Linked DNA regions of Mus musculus: region 2 is linked to region 1. The links are chromatin contacts, called in public HiChIP or PLAC-seq maps. All regions are on one chromosome and are shown on one strand. Each heading gives the region's core, a stretch centred on a gene start, on an enhancer-like site or on the middle of the called end of the contact. The rest is flanking DNA. Distances are from core to core; before and after follow the strand shown.

Evidence for each region. HiChIP or PLAC-seq counts read pairs in DNA pulled down with a chosen protein or histone mark.
Region 2: an H3K27ac HiChIP or PLAC-seq map of double positive thymocytes shows a contact between it and region 1, with 8 read pairs. The contact joins two enhancer-like sites. A contact is called at or near these places in 1 of 15 datasets of contacts at CTCF or cohesin (CD8 T cells), 2 of 484 Hi-C or Micro-C datasets (double positive thymocytes and nephron progenitors), 1 of 115 datasets of contacts at active chromatin or transcription factors (double positive thymocytes) and 2 of 9 other capture datasets (adipose tissue and pancreatic islet).

Annotation. Positions count from the first base shown.
Region 1 is chr1:43,464,105-43,470,644 of GRCm38.p6, forward strand. The region is part of intron 1 of Nck2 (non-catalytic region of tyrosine kinase adaptor protein 2); the gene reads left to right. Among named protein-coding and RNA genes, the nearest start is that of Nck2, 22 kb to the left of the region's middle. Within about 2 kb of position 3,772, at least 74 of the 459 cell types and tissues checked have an H3K27ac peak or open chromatin away from gene starts, as enhancers often do. A contact at or near this core is called in double positive thymocytes, where this site is marked.
Region 2 is chr1:43,596,957-43,603,536 of GRCm38.p6, forward strand. No RefSeq gene overlaps it. Among named protein-coding and RNA genes, the nearest start is that of Gm38628, 80 kb to the right of the region's middle. Within about 2 kb of position 4,840, at least 14 of the 459 cell types and tissues checked have an H3K27ac peak or open chromatin away from gene starts, as enhancers often do. A contact at or near this core is called in double positive thymocytes, where this site is marked.

The sequences.
Region 1 (6,540 bases), core at 2,522-5,021:
ACATTGCTTGCATTGGGCTTCTGTGGGTGCAGCACTGTAAATACCAGGGGTGAGAAACTCCCTTTAGCGATGCCTCAGAGGTGCGCTCTCAAAGCACCACGGCCACGGCAGCAGGCGCTGATATTTATTGAGTACTTAACAGGGCTGAGCATTTCATACCTGTTGTCTAATTTGATTCTCTCTACAACCTTACAAGGCTGCCCTTGTCCTTGTTTAACAGATGAAGTGGCTGGTTTGAAGAAGCTAAGCAATTTATCCAATTGCTAGTCTTGGCAGCTTTACTTTGGAGCATTTTCCTGTGGGTGTGCTCTATTTGCACGCCTCTGCCATGGTGCTTGGCTTGGCATTGGCCACAGTCACGATTCCTAGGTGTGTTGCATGTTCATTCTCCAGATTAATGGGCGGTGTGTGGTAGACATCCATAATTATTTTAGCCATGCAGTTTGAGTGGACGAGCTCCCTTAGCTGTGGCTGCCCTCCCAGGGCTGCTGCTTCAGGGTTCAAGCCCAAAGCACTGTGAAGCTGCCTCAGAATCTGATAGCCAATCCTGTCTGTCTGGGAAGGAAACCAGTTCTGGTTGTCTAAAGAGAAGCTGGCGGCTTTGCCAGGCAAAAAGATCTGTAGGTGCAAACAGAGCTCCAAGTATTTTATTGAGACCCAGATCCATCCCCTTTCTTTTCCTCCTTTCCTCCTTTCTTACTTGCTTACTTAGAGATTTATTTATGAGGGCCCCAGGTATGCTAGGCAAGAGCTCTACCACTGAACCACACCCCTAGCCCGAGACCTTGATTTCTGAGACACAGTTTTTTGGCACTTTTTATTTATTTTCTTTCTGTGGTATGGATGCCTTTGAATAGTAAGGATGACACAGTAACTTTATTCTTCTTTATTGAGTGTATCTCTTTATTGTTCTAATTTTATAAATTCATGTCTTGCTAAAATGAGCAGAACAGACTCCTTAAGACAGTTGTGAAGAAGACTCCTCCCCATCTTGCAGACTTCCTGTTCTCAGCTTCATGTTTGCAGCCTCTGTTTTTGTGGCCACTGTGTATAACTGTACAATCTTCTCAACACATACATCTCTCCCTTTGAAGGGACTTCCTGACAACAGATGAAACACTCTTAGCCTTGGCATGTCCTTTTAAGAGTGACTGTTGCTCTTGGTAGGTTGTTCATTGGAGCCATATTTGGGGCACAGGGTAAATGGTAGAGTTGGATTATTATGCTTTTAGTCAGTGGCCAGATGAAAGAGAGGCCTGGGTATTCCTTTGTTTAGTAACCCATTTGCTACACACAAACATCATCTAATGGTGGGGGTGTGCTTGAGAAATCTGTCATGTGATTCATGTCACAAACCTAAATGGTACAGGAATACCAGACAGCCATGTTACACACCTGGAAGGTCTGGATGTATGTATGTATGTGTGTGTTCATTCTCTTGTTTGTAGTCATGATGACAGCTGTACAAGATTAAATTAAGCACAAGAGAACATGAGGCAATCAGGAGACACAGTAAGCTCCAAGTATTTAAGACAGCAGAGGGGTTATAGTTTGTGTGTGTGTGTATGTGTGTGTGTGCTATGAGCAGTCATTTATCATCAAGTGTAATGTCCTGCATACAATTGCACATGCATTTACATATGTGGCACAGTCGGTTCCATGAGCATCAGTGCCAGGGTGGCTGTGACATTACCAGTCTGTAGGATGTTTGTGTTCCAGTGTCCCCTAAGAACCACTGTAACTTACGTGATTTGTCAGTGACTGAAATTTCATTATGTGGCACATTATTGTATTTTCCGTCAGCTTGTCATGCCTGAAACAGGCAGATAGCCTACCAGAGGTACTATTTAGATTGTACGTTTTAGAAGAAGACATGTTTTGACTGGGTGTCTTTGTAGGCATGTGTATTGGATGTGGCAGGCCCAGACTCCAGACTCACAGAGCTTAGTAGTAGGCTGTGTATTTTCAGCTGCTACACGTGTACTGTTTATTACGCAGTGTCAGGTGACTAATACAGGATACCAGAGTGGCCTATTTTTATTACTTCTTGGTCAGCATTTGCTACCAAGCATGACTCTTCAAAATTACTATTCTCGTTCTCCGTGAGGTTTTTATGGTGTTTCCCCTAATTTTTTCAAGAGTGCAGAAAATTACTTTACGGGGTACCTTTTTTTTTTTTTTTTTTAGCAAAAGGGTGAAGAGGAGATGTTGGAGGTGAGGGCCAGTTTGAACCAGTGGGTGTGAAATGCCGCAGCACTCGCAGCTTGAGGGGCACAGAAGGTGTGCAGGCCTTCCAGCTGGGAACTGTGTGTGCTGAGGGCGTGGTCCTGGAGGCACTGGAAGGAGTAGGAGAACTTGGTCTGTTTTAACCTGCCATAGATACCTTGCTCTCTGAGGGCTCTTTTCCCTTCCCAGAGCCCATCTACACTGTGGCCTGTGCTAGGAACCCAGGGATGGGCTTCTGCAGACTGTGCTTGCATCCACACACCCTGCCTCTGCTCCCTCATAGGTTTCAGGCCCTGCATTCTGTTGCCTTCTGTAATGAGGTCTGTTAGATTTATTACTAGTTTTAATGTCTACAAGTTAGTATAATGATAGACTAGTGCCTTTGTTTTCAGGGGTTTTTTGTTTCTGTTTTTGGATGCATACTGTTGGTCAGACTCAGGAGTGGAGGGAAGTGTTGGTCTCAGAAGCCTGCTGTCCTTTAACTCCTTCCATGTGGGTTGCACATAGGTGCACATAGGTCGCTGTGTGAGGTGGATGGTGCTCAGCAGCACACGGAACCAGGGGCTGCTGCTTCTGGTGCTGACTGAGCATAATTCCATCCACAAACCTTGTGTCTGTGTTTAGAGGGCCTGCGGGGGTTTTATTCCCTCTGTGCGCTTTGCCATTGCAGGGATTCTGTGTGGGTGAAGTCCACTCTCACCTACCAATGCTGAACGGTCGTGCTCACCTTCCTCTCTCTAGAAAGAGGAAGCCTGGAGTGTTTGATTGTGGAGTCCTGTCTGTTCCTTTCATTAGATCCCTTTTACTTTAGTGGTGTCATATTTATTGTTGTTGAGCCACTGTAGGCAACCCCATTTAAAAAGTAGAGAAATGTATTAATGTAACTTCCCATTCAGTTGTTACTGTAGGGCAACTGCCAGCATAGTCTGCTCGTGATGGACAATAAAAGCTTAGAAGTTGACATTGAGTTAACTCGGTAGGACTTTATTTTTTTCATTTAGCCTTGTTTCCACAATAGCTTAACTGCTGTTTTGTGGAAGGTATTTTTGTAGATGTTCTAGCTTGGTGCGCTGATAAGACACATTTAGGAATATCTCTTTCTGAATGTGTAGAACAGTGCTTGGCAAATAGCCCCTGGACTGAATCTGTCCCGCTACCTTTTGTGTGATCAGCCGTATTAGAACACACCCTGGCCAGGCATGGTGGTACATAACCCTAATACTTGGAAGATGGAGGCAGGAGGATCAGGGATTCAAGGCCAGCCTGGCTATGAGTCCCTGTCGCAAAGAAAGAAATACACAAAATCAAAAAAGAGAAAAAGAAGACAGCTGGGATTGGTCAGTTGCATGCTGCTTGTGGCCGCTTTCGTGGTAGCATAGTCGTGGTAGCATAGTCGTGGTAGTGTAGTGGGATTGAGTAATTGTGAGCTTGTGACCCACAAGGCCAACACACTGTGTTTTTTTCGCTCTTTCTGGAAGAAGCCTGTTCACCCTGTACGCCGGAAGTACAGATCTGAAGTGTGACAATGCTGCTTTGGAGCCTTGCCTGCCCCTTTCTTGGCACCATAGCTCTGCACTGTTTTCTGGGGCAAGAGGAGGAGGCAGCCTTCAGCAGAGGGTTTCTGAAACAGAGTGGTTCCTGGCTTATACCCGATGTCTTAATCTGTAGACTTGCTTGTTTCTTCATGGAAAATTTGAGGTAAATTTCAAAGTATTATCCTGTAGAAACAGAGGGCAACCTGTGTGCGAGCACTACAGATATAGCACCCGTGACCCCCGCAACCACAACTGAAAAGTAAAAGGAAGCAGACAGATTTTAGTGGTATGTGGATGAACCCAGTAGAACCCATGTCATGCCAACATATAGTCAGCGTGTCAATTTACTACATTCCAACCCCCCCCCCCTTTTTTTTTGAAGACTGCAGCGTTCCCCCTGTTATGTGTCTTACTCTGTAGCACGTCACAGCTGGAATAGCCATATCCTGAGGAAGCAAGCCCCCATAGTAGGCAGCCCCATCCTCTGATACCAGCTGGCTGGCCTATATAATAGTCACCCCCAATGCAGACTGCAGGACTGGTACATTCCTCCTAAGTTATGAGCACTTGGCTCAACAAGACTGCCCCTCCCCGGCCCCCTTTCAGATGCTAGCTGCAAAAGAACCGCCGCTATTTCTGACTGATCAGTTAATCAGTTAATAAGTTCCCATGCCTTCCTCTTCCTGTTCATGAATGCCATGCGACAGCTGCCAGGACTCAGGAAAGGCCCCGGGTCTACCTGCAACACCACATTTTGCAGAAGTCAGTTACTGCTAGTTTGTTAGGGGACATGCAATTCAGGAATGGCAGGGGACAAGGATGCACAGGCTGTGTGTGGCTGGGGCAGTGAGTGGCTCCAGAGTTTTTACAACCTTTCCAGTTTCCTTCAGAAAATCACCCCAAGGGGCTCATTAACCAGGGAGTCCCCAATCCAGTGTTTAAGAGTTAAGACCCAGTTACTGTTCATCTCTCCTCTGAGCAAGCAGTGGAGGCAAGATCGAAAGACCCCCATATTATGTCCCATCATACGCACAAGTTCAGTCGTGGCCTTTTGTGGCCCAGGATCAACTATCACTCTGGAAATTCTGAGGTTTTCTGGGAGCTCTGTCTGGAAGCCTAGAACACTGCCCAGAGATACTTTTTTGTATTATTTCCATGACAGGGCAGCACTAACTCAAGGCCCACCCATCCCCACCCCTTCCCCAGCTGGCAAGACCTATTTAAAACACTTCTCTGTGAGCAGCTGAGGCTTGCTTATTTTCCATTCTCCCTTGCCCTTGTCTGAGTAATTGTGAATCTCACTGCACTGGTAACTCCCCCACATCTTGGTTCTCAGGAAGCAAATGCAGGAAAATATAGTAACATTACTAGGGATCTTTAAGCGTAGCATTGTGACTGTGCTCACAATAACTTGCTGAAGAATAACCGAGCTGTGGAAGATAAGTTTCCCTGTGGGCTTTCCGAGAAATAGGTTATGTAGCTAAAACTCTCTCCATCCTGCCCACTGTCCTTGTGGACGGTGCGCAGAGCAGACTGACATGGGAGCTTGTCTCATAACCGTAGCGCTCTGGATCTGCTCGGCCTCATCTAGCCAGGTTTGGTGGATAGGGTGTGTGCGTCTAGGTGCTGCTGGTAATTAACGTAGCAGAGGGTTTTGAGTTCTTAGTGATGTCTTTAGCCTCTCTTTGCCTCCTGTGGTGCTTCTGCACGGCGTTGTTTTACCCCACATGTTGGGAATAGAAGCTGGGGCCTTGAGTATACTTGGAGGAGAACGCTCGATCACTAAGCTACACTCACTTGGCGTTTTAATGTTTATTTTTTAGGTTTTTTTAATATGAAGCTGCATTCAGGACTAGGAGCCAGAGCTCTGTCTCAGATCTTGCCCTCTTCAGTCAGCCTGTATCACGTAGATTGTTTCTTGATCCTTCTTCTCTAGGAGAGAAGGTCTGTAGATGGATAGTTACAATATGGGTAAGGTTGGGTAGAACATTTGTTTAACTTGCGTGAGGCTCTGGGGCCCAGCTCTAGTGCCACACAACAAACCCCAGAGCAAGACAAGCAGAGCGGTGCCTTGTGCCGAGCCTTATTTAAGCCTTTTCACAGGAATGGTGTCGCAGTAGAATAACCGCTATGGAATTAAGCGGATCCTGGCCGCTAAAGGGGTGTCTGAGAGGTTTAAGCATTTCCTACTCTGAGCATGTCTTTGTACAGATGCTTTAAAACTGAAGAGGGTGGCTGATGGCCTCTGAGTGTCTTAACAGCTTCAGGAGGAAACACACTTGGTACCTCCTCTTATGGCGGACATTCTTATGAAGGGTCGCACCTGTACCTGCCTTCTACTTTGCTAGTGGGTGAAATACACAGCGTGGTTGTTTCTAGGTAATTAAGAGGCTGGAAACTTACACCGTATGTGAGTGTGTTTGTGTAAATGATGGTATTTAAAATAGTGTCAGTGGAAGCAGGGGGCTTTAGAAGCAGAAGGTTAGTAGATCTGCTTTAGAAAGAAAGGCCAAGGGTCTCTAAAACGGTCCTGACATAACTCAGAATTAGACTGCCTGTGGTATCAGCAGGCAATAGTGCCTGGGATGTGGACAGCAAGAGTAAATTGAGTTGTTACTAGTGGTGTGTGTGTGTGTGTGTGTGTGTGTCTGTCTGTCTGTCTGTCTGGGTGGGTGGGTGAATATGCATACCTATGTATGCCCAGGGGAGGCCAAATTCAATGTCAGACATCTTCCCAGTTTGCTCTCCACGGCGTCTCACTGATTGGCTAGACCAGCTG
Region 2 (6,580 bases), core at 3,590-6,089, 130 kb after region 1:
ATATACATATTGTACACATATAAACATATACATATAATTTCTGGACCTCCTATAATTATATAAGCCAGAGGACAATTGCGTTTTTCTGTGGGAAAAAAATATCAAAACCAGGTCAAGAACAATGGTCTTGCTCCACTGAGTATTAACAAATTCCAGTCAGTGTTATAGCAAGTGCCATCAGCCAATGATGGTGAACATAATGCCAAAATGTAGAAACAACTGCTATTTCTCAGAGGGCCCAGCTTTGGTTCTCTTTAAACCTTTGAGCATTTCTTTCAGAGTGGGAGAAGCCTGGGGGTACAGGCTGGAAGAGGTCCTTGTTGTGAATGCAGAAATCACAGCCACACAAACCTCCCTCAATGCATCTTCAGCAATGAGGGGCGGGGGGGGGGGGGGAGGAGGCAGGGATCTGTCTTTAACAATATGGAATGTTACTGTTTTAGTTGCCTGTTGTGACAAATAACAAATACATAGCTAAAACCAACTTCAGGTTTACTTTGGCTTAAGATTCAAGTGGATATAGCATACTGAGACAGGGATGGTATTGCAGTATGAGCAGGAGGTGGGTCACATTGAGCCCACAGCCAGAAAGGCAAGCCTGATGAGTGCTGCTTCTAAGCTCGTGTTTGTCCTTTCATTCAGTCTGGATTCCTTGCCCATAGAACAGTGCCACCCATGTTTAAATTATGTACTCCCACCTCAATGCAATCTAAAAAATTCCTCCCAGTTATTACCAGATTTCCGTTGGTCATTCTAAATACTGTCACAGTCAATGCTGACCACCATGGTCACCTACAATGTTTTGCTGTTGGGAGTCATGATATCTGCTATCAATTAAAGGCTCTGAGAATTACTGCAGTGAGGAGGTGGGCTTTGGACCAGTTTTTTGTGCTCTGAGTTTGCTAACACCAGCAGTCTCATAGATTCTTCCACAAAGACTACTTAGAAACCACCCACATAAAAGATGTGCTTCATCAGTCTCTGGAGACTCTGCTGTGGAGTCTTTTCAGAACATTATCCTTGAGAGCCACTTTGGCTGAAATGCTTCTCACTGCAGAAACATCTCCTTGGGTGGAATGTGCTCTGAACCTGAATGGGTCTGGGACAATGGGATCTGAAGGTCCAGAGCAGAACATGATAGAAACATCAAGGAGCCTTTCCTTAAAGGCTCAGATTGAGACAAAGTTTGTCAAAAGATCTCAGGTGTCTCCCCAGAGCAGTGCACAGATATAGTTATATATTCCCTAAGAATCACATTTTTAAAGTAAAGAAAATTTAAAATTAATTTTAACATAGTCTTATTTCAACATAAGTTCAATACAAAGTAAATTAATGAGTTTTTTATTTTTCCTTTTTTTTTTTTAAAGATGATGTTTCAAATAATCAGACTGGTCTTGAACTCTGTATGTGGAACTCTGAGGAGAAGGAATTTGTAGAGTCCATCTCCAGTAGAAAGACAGGGAATCAAGTAGAAGGATGGGGTTGTCATCCCACAATCAAAAACTCTGACCCAGAATTGCTCTTGTCTAAAAGAACTGCAGGCACCAAAATGGAGAAGAGCCTGAGGGGAAGGAGGTCCACTGTCAGGCCCAAATTGGGATCCAGCTCAAGGGGAGGCTCAAAGGCCTGACACTATTACTGGTGTTATGGTGTGCTTACAGAGAGGAGCCTAGCATAGCTGTCCTCCAAGAGGCCCAATAAGAAGCTGAGTCAGATGCAGACCCAACCAATGGACAGAAGCCAGGAACCCCTGTGGTTGAATTAGGGAAAGGCTGGAAAAAGCTGAGGAGGAGGGTAACCCCATAGGAAGACAAGCAGTCTCAACTAACCTGGACCCCTGAGATCTCTCAGACACTGAGGCACCAACCAGGCAGCATATATAAGCTCATATGAGGCCTCCAACACATATACAGCTGAGGACTACCTTGTCTGGCCTCAGTGAGAGAAGATGCACCTAAACTTCGAGAGACTTGAGGCCCCAGGGAGTGGCGAGGTCTAGGGGTGGGGAGGACATCCTCTTGGAGATGGGGGAGGTGGTATGGGGAAATGAACAGTCAGAGGGCAGACCAGGAGGGGAATAACGACTGTACTGTACAAAAAGATTAAATAAATTTAATAATAATAATAATAAGAAGAATAATTCCTGATCCTCATGCCTCCTTCTCCCAAGTGCTAGGATTACAAACTTGTTTCATTATCATTTAGATACAGCCACTTTCCCTATTTTTCTTTCTGTTGAGGCTATATTTAGCTTCTTCCCTCTGCCATTTATTCCCATCATGATGTCTCTACTCACTGACGTTCTGAAACCAATGACACCCACCAACCATGTACTGACCTTCAAAACTTCAGGCAAAGTCAATCTTCTGCTTTTTAATTCACCCATCTCAGGGCTCTTGCTATGGAAAGAGACCAGGACACAGCAGCAGCTCTTAGGTTGGAGCTGGAATGTTTCTGTCTGTCCTAGTTGCTTTGTTAATTCCCCTTGTCTCATTCACATTGGGGAACAAACAATGGCTTACAGAGAGTAGTCTGTAAACATTACACTTTTTGTCAAACCAAAAGGAATCTAATTCTTTTCAGTGGGATAGAGGCATGTTTTGACTTGCCTTAAAACTGAACAGACTCAGGCCTAAGACCTGTGTGGGTTGGAGAGCAATGAATTCCCCTTATCTACTCCTCACATGTTCATTTTAAGGCTACCATGCCCCACATCCAAGCCCCTATAGCCCAGCTAGGCAGAGCATGGTTTTTTTCCTGTGGCCCCACCCTGCTCTAGAAGGTTCTCTAGCCCATATATCTCTGTTATCCATGCAGGTGGGAGCTGGTAAATGTAGAGAGCAATATGAAGTCTGTTAATGGTTTAGTTCCAGGAAGGTCCAGGAGTAGTAGGCTTGATGGAGTTCTGGATCTTCTCTTTCCTGTTTTCTACCTCACCTCCTGGATATATCCAAAATGCTGTACATATCTGGTTTAGTGGGATTAATATCTGGCTATTGCCTTCACAGGATGATACTCATCCAGCCACTGAGAATGCACCTCCCACAGCTTCCTGCCATTTTCCTCTAAGATATATAGCTCCAACACTTACCCCCCACCCCATCTCTTATCACCTGAAATCCTAGCAGACCAAGTTTTTGTCCAACTCATTTTATGCTTTCCCTTTTGAAACACGAGGGACCATGTCTGACATATCCATCCAGGTTTGCTGGGGAGAAAGGTACTCAAGCAAGGAGAAGTTATGTCTCCACTGTGCTGAGACTGGAGAACAACACTCCAGCGAGACTCTGGAATAGAAGTCCTGGACCCACGACTTGGGGATGGGTTTCCCCTGCTTTATGATTGCAGAATGAGTCCACAGCTGAAAAGACTTACAGATTGCCACGGCAAGACACCACATCCAACCAGCCACAACAGTTTCCTATGCTTTACAGCCCATACATTTGAGTTCCCCATTGGCCAGCAAAGTCATCTCAGTCCCCACACTGAGGATGCAGGAGCTTCCCCAAACTGTGTTACTTACCATGTAAATCACCACCTATGTCAGTTCCCAAGTGCTCCACCACACAGTCCTGGGAGCCACTTGCCTCTCTGCCCTGTCCTCCTCCTCTTCTCCCCTGCTTTTCCTTTTCTCTCTGTCTCTCTGTGTCTCGTCTCTCTGTGTCTCTCTGTCTCTCTGTCTCTCTCTCTCTTTTATTTAATCCCAGCACTTGGGAGGCAGAGGCAGGCGGATTTCTGAGTTCAAGGCCAGCCTGGTCTACAAAGTGAGTTCCAGGACAGCCAGGGCTACAAAGAGAAACACTGTCTCGAAAAACCAAAAAACAAACAAACAAACCAAAAACAAACAAACAAAAAGCCCAAAACAACAAAACAAAACAAAACAACAACAACAAAAACCAAATTGCTAAAAGGACAAGAAAAGGGAGAGTAAGAAAAATTCAGTGATTCCCTTTATGGTATGACAGGTTTAAAAAGTCTTTTTTTTTTTTTTTTTTTCCAGGTTTGGAGAGATGGCTCAATGGTTGAGACCCATTACTTCTTTAGAGAAGTACCTGAATTCAGTTCCTTGCACCCATATCTCGTGGCTCACAACTGCATATAACTTTTGCTCTAGGCAAGCACAGCGGGGGGTGGCGGGGGAGGGGGGGACCCTCGATGGCGGCTTACTTCTGGGTTTCTCTCAGAAGCACAGGAGGCTTGCTACTGAAGCTTGCCTCTGCATTTTCCTTCAGAAGCCCTGCTTTCTTCAAACTCTGCTCCCCTCCCCCTGCAGCAAACGAAGGGATTCTTTCCCCCTCCTCCCTAGCCACTCCGAGAGAGGACTCAAGGAGCCACAGGTGCCACCCTGAGTGAGACAAATGACAAAACACCCCAGCTTCAGTTGTGCAGAGACTAGCACTTTTCCAGATAACCAGGTGCAGTTGGTGCCTGTCCTCGGAGAAAAGAGATGGAGAAAAGAGATTAGGGTCCCACGCTTAAATCATAGAAGAAAGGAGGTCCCAGACAGTTATGGCCAGCCATGTAACTCGTTCCTCATAGCCCCACAAAAGACAATCTTTAGGTCAGAAGAATCCCCCTGTCAGCCTCGAGCTCTACCAAATGGTATTGTGTCTGAGTTATGACTTACCTCAGCAGCCTTCCCTCCCCTTCACTCTAAGCAGTCAAAGAATTTCTAACTACCCTGTATCTAAGTGCCAAGACACCCAAGCTCGTGGTCATACTCCTGACCTATGCTGTGGGAAAGTTTGTGATCCAGGTCAAGACTCGTAATAAAGGATTCTTATGCAAAGTCGCAGTGGACACCGAGGTCTTGAGCTCTCCTGGGCTTCCTGCATACAATCTGACACTGTTTCCTGGCACCTGCAGGCACCTTCACTTATAGGCACATACCACCACATAAACATGTAACTGAACATAAAATAAATCTTTTTAAAAAAAAAAAAAGTCTATTGACTAAAATGTCCAAAGTTAATGTCTGAAAACTATTTTGACAGAAATGATTGTAATTGAACTAAACTGTTTCTGAACCCCAGAAAGGAGTGGTCTCACTCATACAGGTATGGAGGACAATCGTAGAATTAGAGGACAAGAAGAGGGGCAAGGCCAGTGAGCAAGCCTAATGCACTGCTCATACGCACCACATGTGACCAGAAATAACTTATGGGAGAGTTTATTTTGTCTTACAGTTCCAGAGAGTTAAGGATCCACCATAGCTGGGCAGAAGCATGGTAGTAAGTGGGGCAGACACGGTGGCAAGACCAGGAAGCTTAAAGATCACATCTTTAACAGCAAGCATGAAGCAGATGGAGCAAACTGGAGATGGTATAAGGCTGTAACTCTCAAAGCCCATCCCCAGTGACATACTTCTTCCTGCAAGACCACACCTCCTAAACATCTTTCCAAAGCGCCACCAACTGGAGACCAAGTGTTCAAATACCCAAGCCTATGGGGGACATTTCTCATTCAGACACGATACCACCAAGTGTTCAAATACCTAAGCCTATGGGGGGCATTTCTCATTCAGACATGATACCACCAGACACCTTATCTTCTCATCTAGAGCCTCCTGCTTTTGTTATATCTGTAGGGAGACTGGTTATTTTACAAAAGGAATACACGCTGTAAAATACTTCCCATCTCAAAAGTTCTATGAGAATGTTCCAGGAGAGGAATGCCAAAGCTACAACTCTTGAAAACAAAACAAAACTACAAGAATGCATTTTGGAGATGGATAATGTCTCATGTCATCATCAGCTCAAGACAACCTCTGATGACCAACTACACACAGGCAAGGGTCAGGTGGGCTACAGGAACAAGGGGAAAGTTTTTCATTCAAAGGGAACATTGAAAGATTTACGATAGTGGACTTAACTGGCCTCAGTGTGTTCAGTCTAGAATGACTAGGAAACTCAGTACTCACTATGAAAACAAAAGCTGACATTGAAGTCGAAGAAACTGAACAGAAAAAGTCTACTTGGTAGCAACAAAAATGTTGACTCTTTCTTTATCCCTGAGAGTTGGAGGCATTATAGGAAAATTAAGAAAGATATTTGAAAAATAGGAATAATGGTAGTTATTCTGGGATACTTACTGAATGACTCCAGCTACAAAAGATATACCAGGTACTCAAGAAGCAATGGTAGAAGTATGAAAAATTTCAGAGTCACCCTCATTCTACAAAATTTATAGCAGGGGATGGGAAACATCAGATGTCTCCACTGGGGAATTCCTAAGAAAGTGACTCTTGATGTTCAAGTTAGGTGGTGTCTTAGTCAGGGTTCCTATTCCTGCACAAAACATCATGACCAAGAAGCAAGTTGGGGAGGAAAGGATTTATTCAGCTTACACTTCCACATTGCTGTTCATCATCAAAGGAAGTCAGAACTGGAACTCAAACAGGTCAAGAAGCAGAAGCTGATGCAGAGGCCATGGAGGGTTGTTACTTATTGGCTTGCTCAGCTTGTTTTCTTATAGAACCGGGGACTACCAGCCCAGCGATGGCACTACCCACAATGGGCCCTCCCACCCTAGATCACTAATTGAGAAAATGCCTTACAACTGAATCTTATGGAGGCATTTC